Regions from separate parts of the Mus musculus genome. Here region 2 is linked to region 1. Evidence: chromatin contacts called from public promoter capture Hi-C data. All regions are on one chromosome and are shown on one strand. Each heading gives the region's core, a stretch centred on a gene start, on an enhancer-like site or on the middle of the called end of the contact. The rest is flanking DNA. Distances are from core to core; before and after follow the strand shown. Region 1 holds the start of Crisp2 (cysteine-rich secretory protein 2). Region 2 holds the start of Cenpq (centromere protein Q).

Region 1 (6,803 bases), core at 3,168-5,667:
TGAGTTTCCCTCTTAGAAATGCTTTCATTGTGTCCCAAAGGTTTGGGTACGTTGTGGCTTCATTTTCATTAAACTCTAAAAAGTCTTTAATTTCTTTCTTTATTCCTTCCTTGACCAAGGTATCATTGAGAAGAGTGTTGTTCAGTTTCCATGTGAATGTTGGTTTTCTGTTATTTATTTTGTTATTGAAGATCAGCCTTAGTGCATGGTGATCTGATAGGATACATGGGACAATTTCAATATTTTTGAATCTGTTGAGGCCTGATTTGTGACCTATTATGTGGTCAATTTTGGAGAAGGTACCATGAGGTGCTGAGAAGAAGGTATATCCTTTTGTTTTAGGATAAAATGTTCTGTAGATATCTGTCAGATCCATTTGTTTCATCACTTCTGTTAGTTTCAGTGTGTCCCTGTTTAGTTTCTGTTTCCATGATCTGTCCATTGGTGAAAGTGGTGTGTTGAAGTCTCCCACTATTATTGTGTGAGGTGCAATGTGTGCTTTGAGCTTTACTAAAGTTTCTTTAGTGAATGTGGCTGCTCTTGTATTTGGAGCATAGATATTCAGAATTGAGAGTTCCTCTTGGAGGATTTTACCTTTGATGAGAATGAAGTGTCCCTCCTTGTCTTTTTTGATGACTTTGGGTTGGAAGTCAATCTTATCAGATATTAGGATGGCTACTCCTGCTTGTTTCTTCATACCATTTGCTTGGAAAATTGTTTTCCAGCCTTTCATTCTGAGGTAGTGTCTATCTTTTTCTCTGAGATGAGTTTCCTGTAAGCAGCAAAATGTTGGGTCTTGTTTGTGTAGCCAGTTTGTTAGTCTATGTCTTTTTATTGGCGAGTTGAGACCATTGATGTTAAGAGATATTAAGGAAAAGTAATTGTTGCTTCCTGTTATTTTAGTTGTTAAAGGTGGCATTCTGTTCTTGTGGCTGTCTTCTTTTAGGTTTGTTGAGGGATTACCTTCTTGTTTTTTCTAGGGCGTTGTTCCCGTTCTTGTATTGGTTTTTTTCTGTTATTATCCTTTGAAGGGCTGGATTCGTGGAGAGATAATGCGTGAATTTGGTTTTGTCGTGGAATACTTTGGTTTCTCCCTCTATGATAATTGAGAGTTTGGCTGGGTATAGTAGCCTGGGCTGCAGTTTGTGTTCTCTTAGTGTCTGTATAACATCTGTCCAGGCTCTTCTGGCTTTCATAGTCTCTGGTGAAAAATCTGGTGTAATTCTGATAGGCTTGCCTTTATATGTTACTTGACCTTTTTCCCTTACTGCTTTTAGTATTCTATCTTTATTTAGTGCATTTGATGTTCTGATTATTATGTGTCGGGAGGAATTTCTTTTCTGGTCCAGTCTATTTGGAGTTCTGTAGGCTTCTTGTATGTTCATATGCATCTCATTCTTTAGATTTGGGAAGTTTTCTTCAATAATTTTGTTGAAGATGTTTGCTGGACCTTTGAGTTGAAAATCTTCATTCTCATCCACTCCTATTATCCGTACGTTTGGTCTTCTTATTGTGTCCTGGATTTCCTGGATATTTTGAGTTAGGATCTTTTTGCATTTTCCATTTTCTTTGATTGTTGTGCCGATGTTCTCTATGGAATCTTCTGCACCTGAGATTCTCTCTTCCATCTCTTGTATTCTGTTGCTGATGCTCAAATCTATGGTTCCAGATTTCTTTCCTAGGGTTTCTATCTCTAGTGTTGCCTCGCTTTGAGTTTTCTTTATTGTGTCTACTTCCCTTTTTAGGTCTAGTATGGTTTTGTTCATTTCCATCACCTGTTTGTATGTTTTTTCCTCTTTTTCTGTAAGGACTTCTACCTGTTTGATTGTGTTTTCCTGTTTTTCTTTAAGGACTTGTAACTCTTTAGCAGTGTTCTCCTGTATTTCTTTAAGTGATTTATTAAAGTCCTTCTTGATGTCCTCTACCATCATCATGAGATATGCTTTTAAATCTAGGTCTAGGTTCTCAGGTGTGTTGGGGTTCCCTGGACTGGGCGAAGTGGGTGTGCTGGGTTCTGGTGATGGTGAGTGGTCTTGGTTCCTGTTAGTAAGATTCCTCCGTTTACCTTTCGCCATCTGGTAATCTCTGGAGTTAGTAGTTATAGTTGACTCTGTTTAGAGATTGTTCTTCTGGTGATTCTGTTACCGTCTATCAGCAGACCTGGGAGACAGATTCTCTCCTCTGAGTTTCAGTGCTCAGAGCACTCTCTGCTGGCAAGCTCTCTTACAGGGAAGGTGCGCAGATATCTTGTATTTGGACCTCCTCCTGGCCGAAGAAGAAGGCCCAAAACAGGACCTTTCTCAGACACTGTGTTGCTTTGGCAGTTCCCAGGTGGTACAGACTCTCACCTAAGCAGACTAAATTCCTAAGTTCCTTGGAGTCCCGGGACCAAGATGGCGACCGCTGCTGCTGTGGCTTAGGCCGCCTCCCCAGCCGGGTGGGCACCTGTCCTCCGGTCCGGAAGGTGGCCGGCTGTCCCCGGCCCACACAGGGTGCTGCCTCAGCGCCTCTGTGCTTCTGCCTGTTCCAGAAGCTGTCAGGTTCTCTGGCGCACCCTCTCACCTGTTCAGACTAATTTCCTAAGTTCGGCGGGTCTGGGACCAAGATGGCGACCGCTGCTGCTGTGGCTTAGGCCCTATTTGTTACTTATTAAGCACTTAATATAGTAAAGACCTCCAGCACGTCATGGATATCTTTTTGCAGTCTTTTAAACTTGGTTTCTGACCTTAGATTCTAAAGTTCAGATGCAAGGAAATGTTCACATTCCTGCGTCTTATGATTTTCTTTCAGTCAAAGCTTTTGACTTTTCAGGTCAGTAACAGATCTTGGTCTATTAAAGACCCAGGTCCTTTTCTATACTTCCCTTGGGAACCTGTCCTTGTAATTCACAGACAATTAGCTGTCATTTCTATGTTTCTAAGGTCTACTACCTGTCTTTGAAACACATTTTACACAATTATTAATAATTAATAGCATGTCCATACCTTAGAACATACAAAAGTAGCAGTTCTCAACCTGTTGGTTGTGACGTCTTGAATGACCATTTTACAGGAGTCACCTATCAGAGGTCCTGCATACCAGATATTTACATTATGATTCATAACAGTACCAAAATTAAAGTTATGAAGTAGTAATGAAACAAGTTTATGCTTGGGGGGGGTCACCACAGCATGTGATACTATTGTACAGTAGTATTACAGAAAACCACTGCTATAAGGGCAGACATCATATTTTATTTGTTCTCATGACTTCCTAATACGTCACAGCATCTGCTTTGTAGTATGAGTTCAGTTGAAGTTTGATAACATTAAAGCCATAGTGAGGAAAGAAAGAAAATGGAACCAACTTGGGAGACAACACAATACCAACATAATTATTATATCACCAGATCACAGATTGAGAATCTTTGTTTATATGTTAAAGAAGCCTTTTGTTGGGTCTCAAATAGTAAAAAACCTCTAATAATCAAATGGCAGAGGGAAACATGTATACTGTGAGCAGCTGTAAACACACTAGCCAAGAAAAAATACATAAAAGTTTTCTTTGCCTAACTGTGCTCAGGGATGATTATGGCTTTGTGAAGTGGTCTGGGTGATTTGACATTGCTTGAAATACGCTGTCTTCATCTTGCATTATGATTACACTTTTATCACTATTGTCACATAACTATCATATTGATCTAGACGTCAAAATTCCTCTATGGGTGAGGGAGCTTAATTGGAGATCTTCTAACTCTTCTTTTCAGCAATGAGCTAACCCTCCCCCTTTCTATCCACTAAATCTATCATTTATAGTCCAGCTGTGAAGACCACACAGTGTTCATTAATGAAGGAAAACTAGCTTTTTGACCTGAGTATAGATATCTTTGGTCAGGAAATTCAGGTATTAAAAAGCTGACCCAGCTATCGTTCTTGAGTTTTCTGACCACCAAACTTGTGTGTAACAAAGATAACCAGGGAGAGTTAACAAACAAACAAACAAACAGAAAACCAGAATGCTAACTCTTTGGGACTGAATGCATTTTTTTTTTTTTTTTTTTTTTTTTGGCCACGATTCAGTTGGGACTGCCACGATTCTGAAAATGTAAGAAAGCCTTTAAGTAAGACGTTTCTGGTTTTCGTTTTCAATTATGAAGCTCATTCACTCAGACATTCTGGAAAGGGAGCGCTTGCTTCTCTATCCACGTCCCTGGGCTTTCAAACTCCTGAAATACTTCCTATCTTCTCTTCTTGGTTCTCTGTTGAGTAAACAGATACTGACTCCAGCACCCCTCACAAATGGCGAAAACAAATGATAACTTTATATTTTAAAGGGGTAAATATAAAAGAAGTTCTCCCGTGGCATCCTACACAGCGGTGACTGAGAGAAGGGTGGAGAGATCTATGCAGAGCATTTACTTTGACAGAATAAAGCCTCGTGACACCGCCCCCACGTGGCGGCTGGAGGCGGTTATCGTTGCTCACCGAGGGGAGGGGCAACAAGAGCCCTTTCTGGCTCCTTCCTGACAGCATGAAGACCTGTGCTGTTGAACCAGCGTAAATATTAGGGCGGGCTGGGAGAGTGGATGTGACCAGGGTGGAGAAAATGAGTGAAGGTAGTGCAGAGAAAGATGTGTGAGGTTAGGAGCCGTCAGCAGATCCCAGAACAACTGTTAGTTCACTTTTCCTAGCAAGAAATCACTAGAGATTTCCTCTTGACCTTAAGAAATTGTCCTGTGTGTTTGATTTCTACCGAGTCACGGAGGAAGCTTGAAACAATTTCAAAGTCTGACTTTTCTGCAGTCGAATGAAAAATGTCAGTCTTTTATTCAGGACTTCATCAATTAGATCTAGGGTCATTAGCTCTTCCAAACATCCTGTCATCGACTTCCGGAATAGAAAATGTGACGTTATATTGATCAAACACCAATGCACATAGTCAACATTGTTGGAGTTAAAGACAACAGCTTTTGAAACATGTGAAGCACGAAGTGCTAGATCAAAGAGGATATTTCACTACATGCTGAGGTTTTTTTTTAGGGTGGCAGCCAAACAGCGATTACTGAATTTGTTAACAAGCAGGCTTTTTAGTTTACAGTGAAGGAAATGCTGAAGTACAATCAGTGCCCCAAAGCAGGTTATAGTGACATCAAAGATTGAAGAATTAAGAGGACATTAACTAACAGGTTGTAAGTCTGTGATAAAGTGTAGACAATATAAGGCTGTCTTTACATCGTTGTCCAAAATTGTTTTCCCTCTTCCAGGACAAAGAAGGGAAACACCATAGCCCTCACACTTTAGAAGAGGCATGCCCTCCTGATCCTAAAACATCGGAAGGAAGGACAAGGTATTGTTCTATTTATATGTAGTAAGGAGAGCATGATAGCCACTTTCTCACCTAAGTATAAATGTAAGTTTCAAGAATAAAGATAAAAAAGAGGGAATGTGTAAGATATTTTTCCTTGAATATATTTTCAGCAAAGGTATCCTTTCTTGGACTCAACAAAGATGACGGCAGTTTGGATTGGAACAATATGAGTGTGTCTTTGAATAAGGATGCTGTTGATTCATTTTCCTTATGTTAAGGTGGACCATGCCTTCAGCACTTGATTCTTTTCTAGACTATACTGTCTTTTTCCCCACTGTGACACAATGACGATTTAAAAAAAAAAAAAGGTTTCAAACAATTTGGAAATTAACTTTCAACCAAATCACATTTTTTTAAAAATGGAAATATCTGATAGGGTTAGCCAAATTTAAGTACTGCAATTGATAATAAAAATATCATTATTGAATATGTATGGTTATGTACATTATAGTGTATGTGTTAGGAGTTTTACAAAATTTTGTCTTTGAATTTTCAAAGTAAAACTATAGAAATTCATTTTTTTTTTTTTTTTTTTTTTGGTCTAAGAGAACATAGTGGCTGTGGTAGATTTCCTGAGCTTGCTCATTTCAAAGACTGTATCTTAACAGTAAACTATAGATAGGAAGTAAAAGTCATAAAAAGTTGATTCAGGAAAGCATTCAGTTATAAAATATGTTTTATTTATTTTCTGAGGCGTTAAATAGTCTTGGGTAGTCAATACAGAAACACAAGTTTCCAAAGACATTGTCTAGAATCTAGACTCTAGATTGTAATATGCTTAAGAACTTTTTTCAATTTTAAAAGTTTTATTATTCAAAATATTAATACTTTGTCTAGATGCTATTTGTTTGCTCTATTTTCTAAAACATTATAATTGTTACAAATTTATTATTTTATTTTATGTAACAATATTTCATTGAAATAAAGAACAGTATTTAAATAAATTTCAGCTAATTCTTTTCTATCCTACTCACTGGTATGCAGTTCTTTCACTAAGGAACATCTCACAAAAGTTCAGGCAATTCTGGACTCCTTATAAATATTGTTTTCTTTCCAAGCCCCTACACCCATATGTTTGTAAGCATTTCAGCAGCACGGAGGCATTATCTGGTAAGGAAGCAAAGGCCATAGTTTAGATATGAACCAAATAATAAAGACCTGGCAGTGAAATCTGAGCCTGTTGGTGTGAAAAATACCATACCATTTCAAGGTAGATTTGATTGGGACTGACTTCAAGATGCAGAATATGTCCAGAGATGGTTGTGATGTATAATCTGTCATCTCTCTCCACCTTCTTTCTTGACACAGATAAGGCAGATATTTCAACTGTCAAATCAACAGTAAGTGACCATTCTAATGTGAGTATTTCATCCTGCCATGTTGCCATGAGTAAAAAGCTACCCTTAATACCCTTAATCTACCTGTGCTTAGAAAGCTGAGAAATTGTTCTGTGAATA
Region 2 (6,803 bases), core at 1,222-3,721, 140 kb before region 1:
CCTAGAAAAATAAAGAGAACAATACACAAACATTTAAAAGTGTGAAGAAAAGTGAGAGCTTTCAATAAGTAGGGAACAAAAAGAAGGAATATTGTCCTGTTTCATTTTTCTTCCCTTTTCTGGTCGTGTGCCGGATATAACACTTACTCTTGTTCTTCTACCTACAGTCTCCTTACTTCATGGCCTCTTGGCTGGTCTTACTGACCAGTGTTAGCCCCCTGAAACCCATTCTATACTCATAAAATGCAAATCTGACTATACCATACTCTCTGCAAAATTTCTGCCAGGTTACATTTTTTTTTTGTTGTTTTTTGTTGGTTTTTTGTTTGTTTGTTTTGTTTTTCGAGACAGGGTTTCTCTGTGTAGCCCTGGCTGTCCTAGAACTCACTCTGTAGACCAGGCTGGCCTCGAACTCAGAAATTTGCCTGCCTCTGCCTCCCAAGTACTGGGATTAAAGGTGTGCGCCACCATGCCTGACTTTTTTTTTTTTTTACATTTTTTTTGAGGGGCTGGGTTACATTATGTGGTAGATTGGAACTTAATATTTCAATTAATTTGCATTCAAAACCCATTTATAGATTATCTAGCTTATAGTAGACTTTATATTGGTGTATGGAGAAAATACAGTATAAGACAAGCAGGCAACCAAAGTATCTATGATCTGGTCTCTGTAGCTGTCAAACTTATTTCTGTCTTGGCCAATTTTACATTTTCATGTACTAGAAATCCTAGAAAATCATAGTTCACTGCACTTGCCATTTACCCACACAGAAAGCAGCAAACTGCCTCAATTACTTGATACTTAAGTATCACACAACCTCAACATGTAGAGCCTTAAGATTTTGTAAAAAAGAAAAAAAGAAAATCAGATACAGATTTCTTTAATACAGCTGCCTAGCCAGGTGCTTTACACAGCATTGGACAGTGGGAGTTTAAAACTCTATTTTTCATATAATTTCTGACCTATCAACTTAGTGAAGCCTTGATGACTATTGAATACTTATTATGGATCACCAAACAAGCCGCATAAGCCACTCATCGCAATACTGTTCTAATTACTTTACAATGTAAACTTTCAAAACAGGAAACGTCTCAGATATGCTAGCCCCTTAAACTGGGTAACATCCATTCTGGGAAGGCTTCTATTGTGAGAGATAGAATAGGAATTCTCTGCTGTTTATTTGCATTAGAGAATCTGAAACATAAACATCCACAGTTAGAATACGTGTGTTACAATATAAACAAACGAATGAATTGAATGGAACTACTATATTCCATATTGAAACTTACTGGAGTATTCATTTATGACAGCACAGAAAAGAAAAAGGAAGCCTTTATTGGACATAAATTACATGATGTATTATGTCTGTGGAAACTAGCACTCTGTGCAATTACTGTTGTTGTGAGCTTTCTCTAAATATTTTGTAATTAATTTGAAAGTTATAGTAACACCTCAGAAGAGCTAGCCCCTCACACTGTTCAATATACATAGGTGGTGACTATACAAGGCAAGAAAATTAACAGCATAAAGGAACTGTTAGCCCAAAGCAACTGTTCTCAACCTGTGGGTCATAACTCCTTGGCAAACCTCCATCTTCAAAAATATTCAATTTACGATTCATAAAAGTGTCAAAATTACAGTTACAATGTAGCAACAAAAATAATTTTATGGTTGGGGGTCACCACTGTACTGAAGGGTCTTGGCATTAAGAGGGTTGAGAACGACTGGCCTAAAAAATAACTAAGCACAAAACTATGTTGGAAGAAAATCAGCAGGCGGTTGAAAATTACACGCATGTGTCACGCTCTCAATGGCAAAACGGAGAAGTTAGGCTATGTGTTTTGTTTTGTTTTTTAAATCAGGTTAGACGCGCCTTTCCTTTTCATCTTTTCCTTCTGTCACCTAACTTTCTGTCTTACTACCTCTAGCAAAAACACCCTAGAAACCACATGAGCTTGTGAACCTCTAACAAGTAACCTCTGCTCTGCGCGTGCGTGGGAAACCAGGGACGCACAGCGACAAGACTAGCACGCTGTTGAAAGGCATTTTGCAGCGGTGACCTCCGAATTCCACCAGCCTGGCGGGAAATGAGAACCCAGTCAGTCACCATCTATATTTCAGGAGCAAGCAGGGGCGGCTTCCTATCACAGAAAATCCGTGAAGAAGAAGGAAAGGACAGCAAGATAGATAGGTGGAGCAGATGAAGCCAATAAGAGAAGAATCCTGCAAGCCTGACGTGCTCCACAGCGCACGGGCTTACTCACAGTGTTTGGGGATCACCCGGACCAAGCCCGGACTTCAGAACCGAACCCAGACGCCGGGGTCACACCCGCTCGCCGCAGGAGCTCGGCAGCCAATCAAATCAGGGGGCGTAGCCAACACCGCCCTCGGATTAGCCAATCCAATCCGGACATTGCGGGCGCGCGTCTGATGACGTAAAGACATACGCTCCGCAGGCCGGCCTTCTCTACACAAGTGTGTTTGCGTTCCTCACTGACGCTTCCGGTTCCCAGATCCTGGAAGTTCTCCGTCTTTTCCGGTTGTTTGGGCGGATTAAGTCAGAAGCGCGCCTTTTGAATCCGTGAAGCAACTGTGAAGAGTCGAGGAAGCGATAAAGCGGCTGACAGATCCAGGGGATAATTTGAGCCTCACGCGTTTGTGGTAAAACTCCGTTTTGTTTTGTTTTGTTTTGTTTTTAAGGGGCAATGTCTAATGTCTGAATAGGTCTCTGCCATTTAGGGCAACTGTTTGAGATAACCCCAGAGTGGAGTGAAAATATTGATCTTCCCTCTCTAGTCCCCCTGACCCTCCCGGTCTTGGTTCCTGAATCTCTGTACCTCGTCCTGGAGCGACGGACAGAGTAGCCCAAGTTCACTCTCGTTAGTGGTTCGCAGATGAACAGCTTAAGTTGAGATAAGTCGGTTTAAACTAGTTTCAGTAAACCGGCCAAGAAAACAACAAGCAAACCGAAGCGGAGCGCCTTTTTCCACTCCTCCCATAAGGATTCGATCTAGTCTGAACGGGCTGATTCATAAAGAAAAAAAAAAAAATGTTCTTTGAGCTGTCACGCCGTCCGACTTTACGCTGGTTTCATTTAAGCACTTTATTTCTCTTCGTCTTGGCTAATTAATCCAAAGATATCCCCACAGCTGCCCACAAGTCATTTGATTGCATTTAGTATATCTCATACATAATAATTGTAGTCATAGCGGTGTCTACCAACCCACTGTTAAGCTATGATTTCCTGTGGATCTGGGAACAGTAAGGAATTTTTATCTTCTATCTTAATTTTTCTTTTCTTTTCTTTCTTTCTTTCTTTCTTTTTTTTTTTTTAAATTAACACAAGTTGAGTGGTCCCAACAGGTAGAAATCATGACCCTGGTTTCGATACTTACAATGTCTGTCTCATGATTCAATGTAGGCGTTTTCTGTATTACATCCTGCCATATATGTTGTTTAGCTTGGTGTTTTGGGGGGATTCCTAAAGGTTGGAGTAGGAGAATCTCCTGCTCTTTTGCCATCTCTTGGAAGACCCTTTTCCTCATTTCTGGGTTGCATTATCCAGCCTTGATATGATGGTTTGTGCCTAGTCTGATTACATCTTATTACCTCATGTTTGGTTGATGTCGCTGGGAGCCCTGTTGTTTTATGAAAGGAAACGCAGAAGCAGTGGTTTGGGGAAAGAAAAGGGACCCATGACTTGAGGAGTGGGAGAGGAAACTATGGTCAGATGTATTGCATGAGAGAAGAATAAATTTTTTAAAAATTTATGTACTCTTTTCAACAAAAATTATATTTATATTATAATTATATTTTTCACCTTTGCAGACTATGTATCGTTGTGATTATACTGTTTAGATGAAAATGTCTGGTAAAGCACGTGCTTCTAGGAAAAAACCTCAACAGGTGAAAAGAAGTTTGAAACAAAGAGCCAATAAGGAAGCGGATTTGCCAGAGAATGAGGTAAGATCTCTTTCTTTCAGATCTCTTTAATTAGAAATATCTATTTCCCTTCAAAGGGCTAAAAGTCAGTTTTACTACACATTGTAATTCATATCACAAACTTTAGTGCATTCTTTGTTTATCATATCTACAATACTTTTTTCTACCTCCTGGAAGGTATAGTATTTGTATACATGGAGTATGTGTTGCAAAACCATCTTTTTATCTGTTGTTTGTTTGTATGACTCTAGGTTGGAAACACAGCAAAAAGAAACAGAAGTCATGCAAAGCATCTGTCCTCTAAAGGTATTGTTCTGTATTAAAGTGTCTTCTACTGCTTTTCATGAAAAATGTTTCAGTATCTTGGTTTTGAGTTCAGAAATGGTAAAAGGTGAGCATAAACAGTCACATCCTCAATATTAATTCTAACAGCAAATATATAGAGGTTTGCCTGTCACATCGAAAGGAACTAGGAGACAAATTATTATCCCTCATTCTGAACTACTCATCTTTGATATAAAGACAAACCTACTTCTTCCTCTCTAAGACACCACGGATTTTGGTTCTGCCACTACTGTACAGATAGTTTGTAATCACTGTAATCACTAGCTTAAGCATTTCAAAGGTAATTAGTTGGAAATACCATTTCCTTAAACATCTCTTCTTTGTAAGATGATTCCTTACACATTGGTGCAAATACTGTTCTGATTTTCTATTTCCTAGGGTGCCATACGTTTACTTCGTAATTTCTGCACTCCTATAATTTGCATAGCATTCCCTTTTTCTTTACCTAATCTTTGTGAAGCCAATACTGTATATTATTGCTTATCCCTTGTACGTGGAATAGTTCATTGTCTAGTTCTTCCAGAAAACACTGTTGAGGGTTACCTGCTATATTGATAAGTAGAAAAGGAATCTCTGTTCCTCTCTATGAGCTACTCATCTCTGATCTAAAGATATACCTGTCAGTGTTTATTTCTTGCTTGTTCTTTCATTTCCAATGTTTGGTAGAAGTAGTTTTCCAGTATTTTTGTTGAAAGTCTTTAAGAAATAAAGTCACTTTTCAGAAGCAAGTTTTAATAATAATAATAAGTTGATTCTCTATTGAAAAGTATTTGTGTTGCAGTATCAGTTGATAGTATGTCAGGTATTGCCAAATAGAGCAGATGCATCTTCAGTAACTGACATGTTATAGCTGCAGTAAGATATGAGCTAAAGAGTAGAATGCCTTAGCTTCATAATGCCACTACTGTTCTTTATGTTAAAGTTATTTTTAAGTGAAACTGCAAAACTTCTAGATTGATTAGACTCTCTTGTATTACCAGTAACAGGACAAGCAACGTATGTTCATCTAAAACGGGTAAAAATATCATCCAGCAAGAGAACAACCTGGCAACCTCTTCCAAAGGATACTGAAGAGTATTTGCAAAGTATGATGGAGTCAGTCATTCTGTGAGTTTAGAAAGTTTTTCTTTGTGTTTTTCAGCTCTTGACTCAGGTATTTACTATATACAGCTGTCTCAATATTACTTCCTATCTGAGTTACTTTCTTCAGGAAGTGGCAGCATGCCTAACATAACAGAGAGATTGTTAGTCTTACAGGCTCAGCAGCTTTGAACCAAGTCCAGTGACTCTGAGCCCTTGGGAGGCAGAACATCATGGCAGTGGGAGCAATGCTTTTCAGGAAGCAAAACACAAGACTGGCACCAGGGACCAGGTGTCACTTAAAAGCATACCCTAGTCCCCTGTGTATCACCCAGCCAGTTACTAACTCCTAGAATTTCCAAAGTGAAGACCGTACATTCCACACATATGCCAAGGGCAGACATACCAAATTTATACCATGACTATTTTAAGGAAGTATTCTTCCATTTCAGAAAAGATATTCATTCATGATTGGCATACCATGACAGTATTTTAAGGCAATAGAGTGTTCTTCAACTTCAGAAAAGATATTCATTGATTCATGATCACCATTACACACACACACACACACACACACACACACACACACACACACACACAAAGATTTTCTACATTGTAGAAACTTGGGATTCTATCAGTGAAGTAGTAAAAATCAAGTCTGTGTGGGTTGTAGTCTAAAACTTTTAAATTGTTCCGTTAATATTGATTCTTCCCAAGGTATGTTCATGATTTACACTTTCTGTGAAAACTACCATGTTATATAAAACACAAACAGAGAACTCCACCATGAGAGAATTCAACTGCACCAGAGATGTTGGGTATATGAATTCTTATGATGCAATATGATTCAAAGAAATTTCCATTGTTCTGTTTAAAGTGTTTTGTAGATAATAGAATAAAAATGTGATGAGATTACCATGTTGTATGTGTGAGTGTGTGGGGGTCAATGAAACCCACTATTTTGTTTTAATATATACCAGGAGCAATAAAAACATAGATATATAATACTAAATACAATACTAAAAATTTTAATATCATGAATTTCAATTAAAGGTAAGTTATGTTGTTCAATAATGTATCTAGTAAACCCACAGAATCAATTAAGCTGGGCTCATAGGGGCTCACAGACACTGAACTGCCAACCAGGGAGCCTGAATGGGATGGACGTAGGCCCTCTGCACATATGTTGCAGTTGTGTAGTTTGGTCCTGTGTGACTCCTAACAGTGGGAACAGGGGTATCTCTGACTGTTGCCTGCCTTGGGGACCTTTTCCTCCTATTGGGTGGCCTTGTCCACCTTTACTGGGTAAAGAGGTGTCTAGTGTTACTGCAACTTGATATGCCATGGCTGGTTAATATCTGTGGTAGGGCTGCCCTTTTCTGAAGAGAAACAGAGGAGTGGATAGGGATGTGCAGGTGGGGAGAAGAGTCTGGGA

The links. Capture Hi-C pulls out chosen DNA fragments and counts their contacts.
Region 2: a contact with region 1 is called in a promoter capture Hi-C map of pancreatic islet. The contact joins the promoter of Cenpq here to the promoter of Crisp2 in region 1. A contact is called at or near these places in 2 of 39 promoter capture datasets (the HPC-7 cell line and erythroid cells), 1 of 484 Hi-C or Micro-C datasets (erythroblasts), 3 of 115 datasets of contacts at active chromatin or transcription factors (the NIH/3T3 cell line, bone marrow-derived macrophages and large pre-B cells) and 3 of 9 other capture datasets (adipose tissue, liver and pancreatic islet).

Annotation. Positions count from the first base shown.
Region 1 is chr17:40,791,760-40,798,562 of GRCm38.p6, reverse strand. It overlaps Crisp2 (cysteine-rich secretory protein 2), which reads left to right and starts at 4,417. Exons shown (of 10, transcript NM_001204071.1): 1 at 4,417-4,535; 2 at 5,243-5,325; 3 at 6,655-6,686.
Region 2 is chr17:40,930,242-40,937,044 of GRCm38.p6, reverse strand. Cenpq (centromere protein Q) reads left to right here and starts at 2,471. Exons shown (of 9, transcript NM_031863.4): 1 at 2,471-2,662; 2 at 3,830-3,964; 3 at 4,195-4,249; 4 at 5,269-5,395. The coding sequence starts at 3,866. It overlaps Mmut (methylmalonyl-Coenzyme A mutase), which reads right to left and starts at 2,360. Exons shown (of 13, transcript NM_008650.3): 1 at 2,266-2,360; 2 at 1.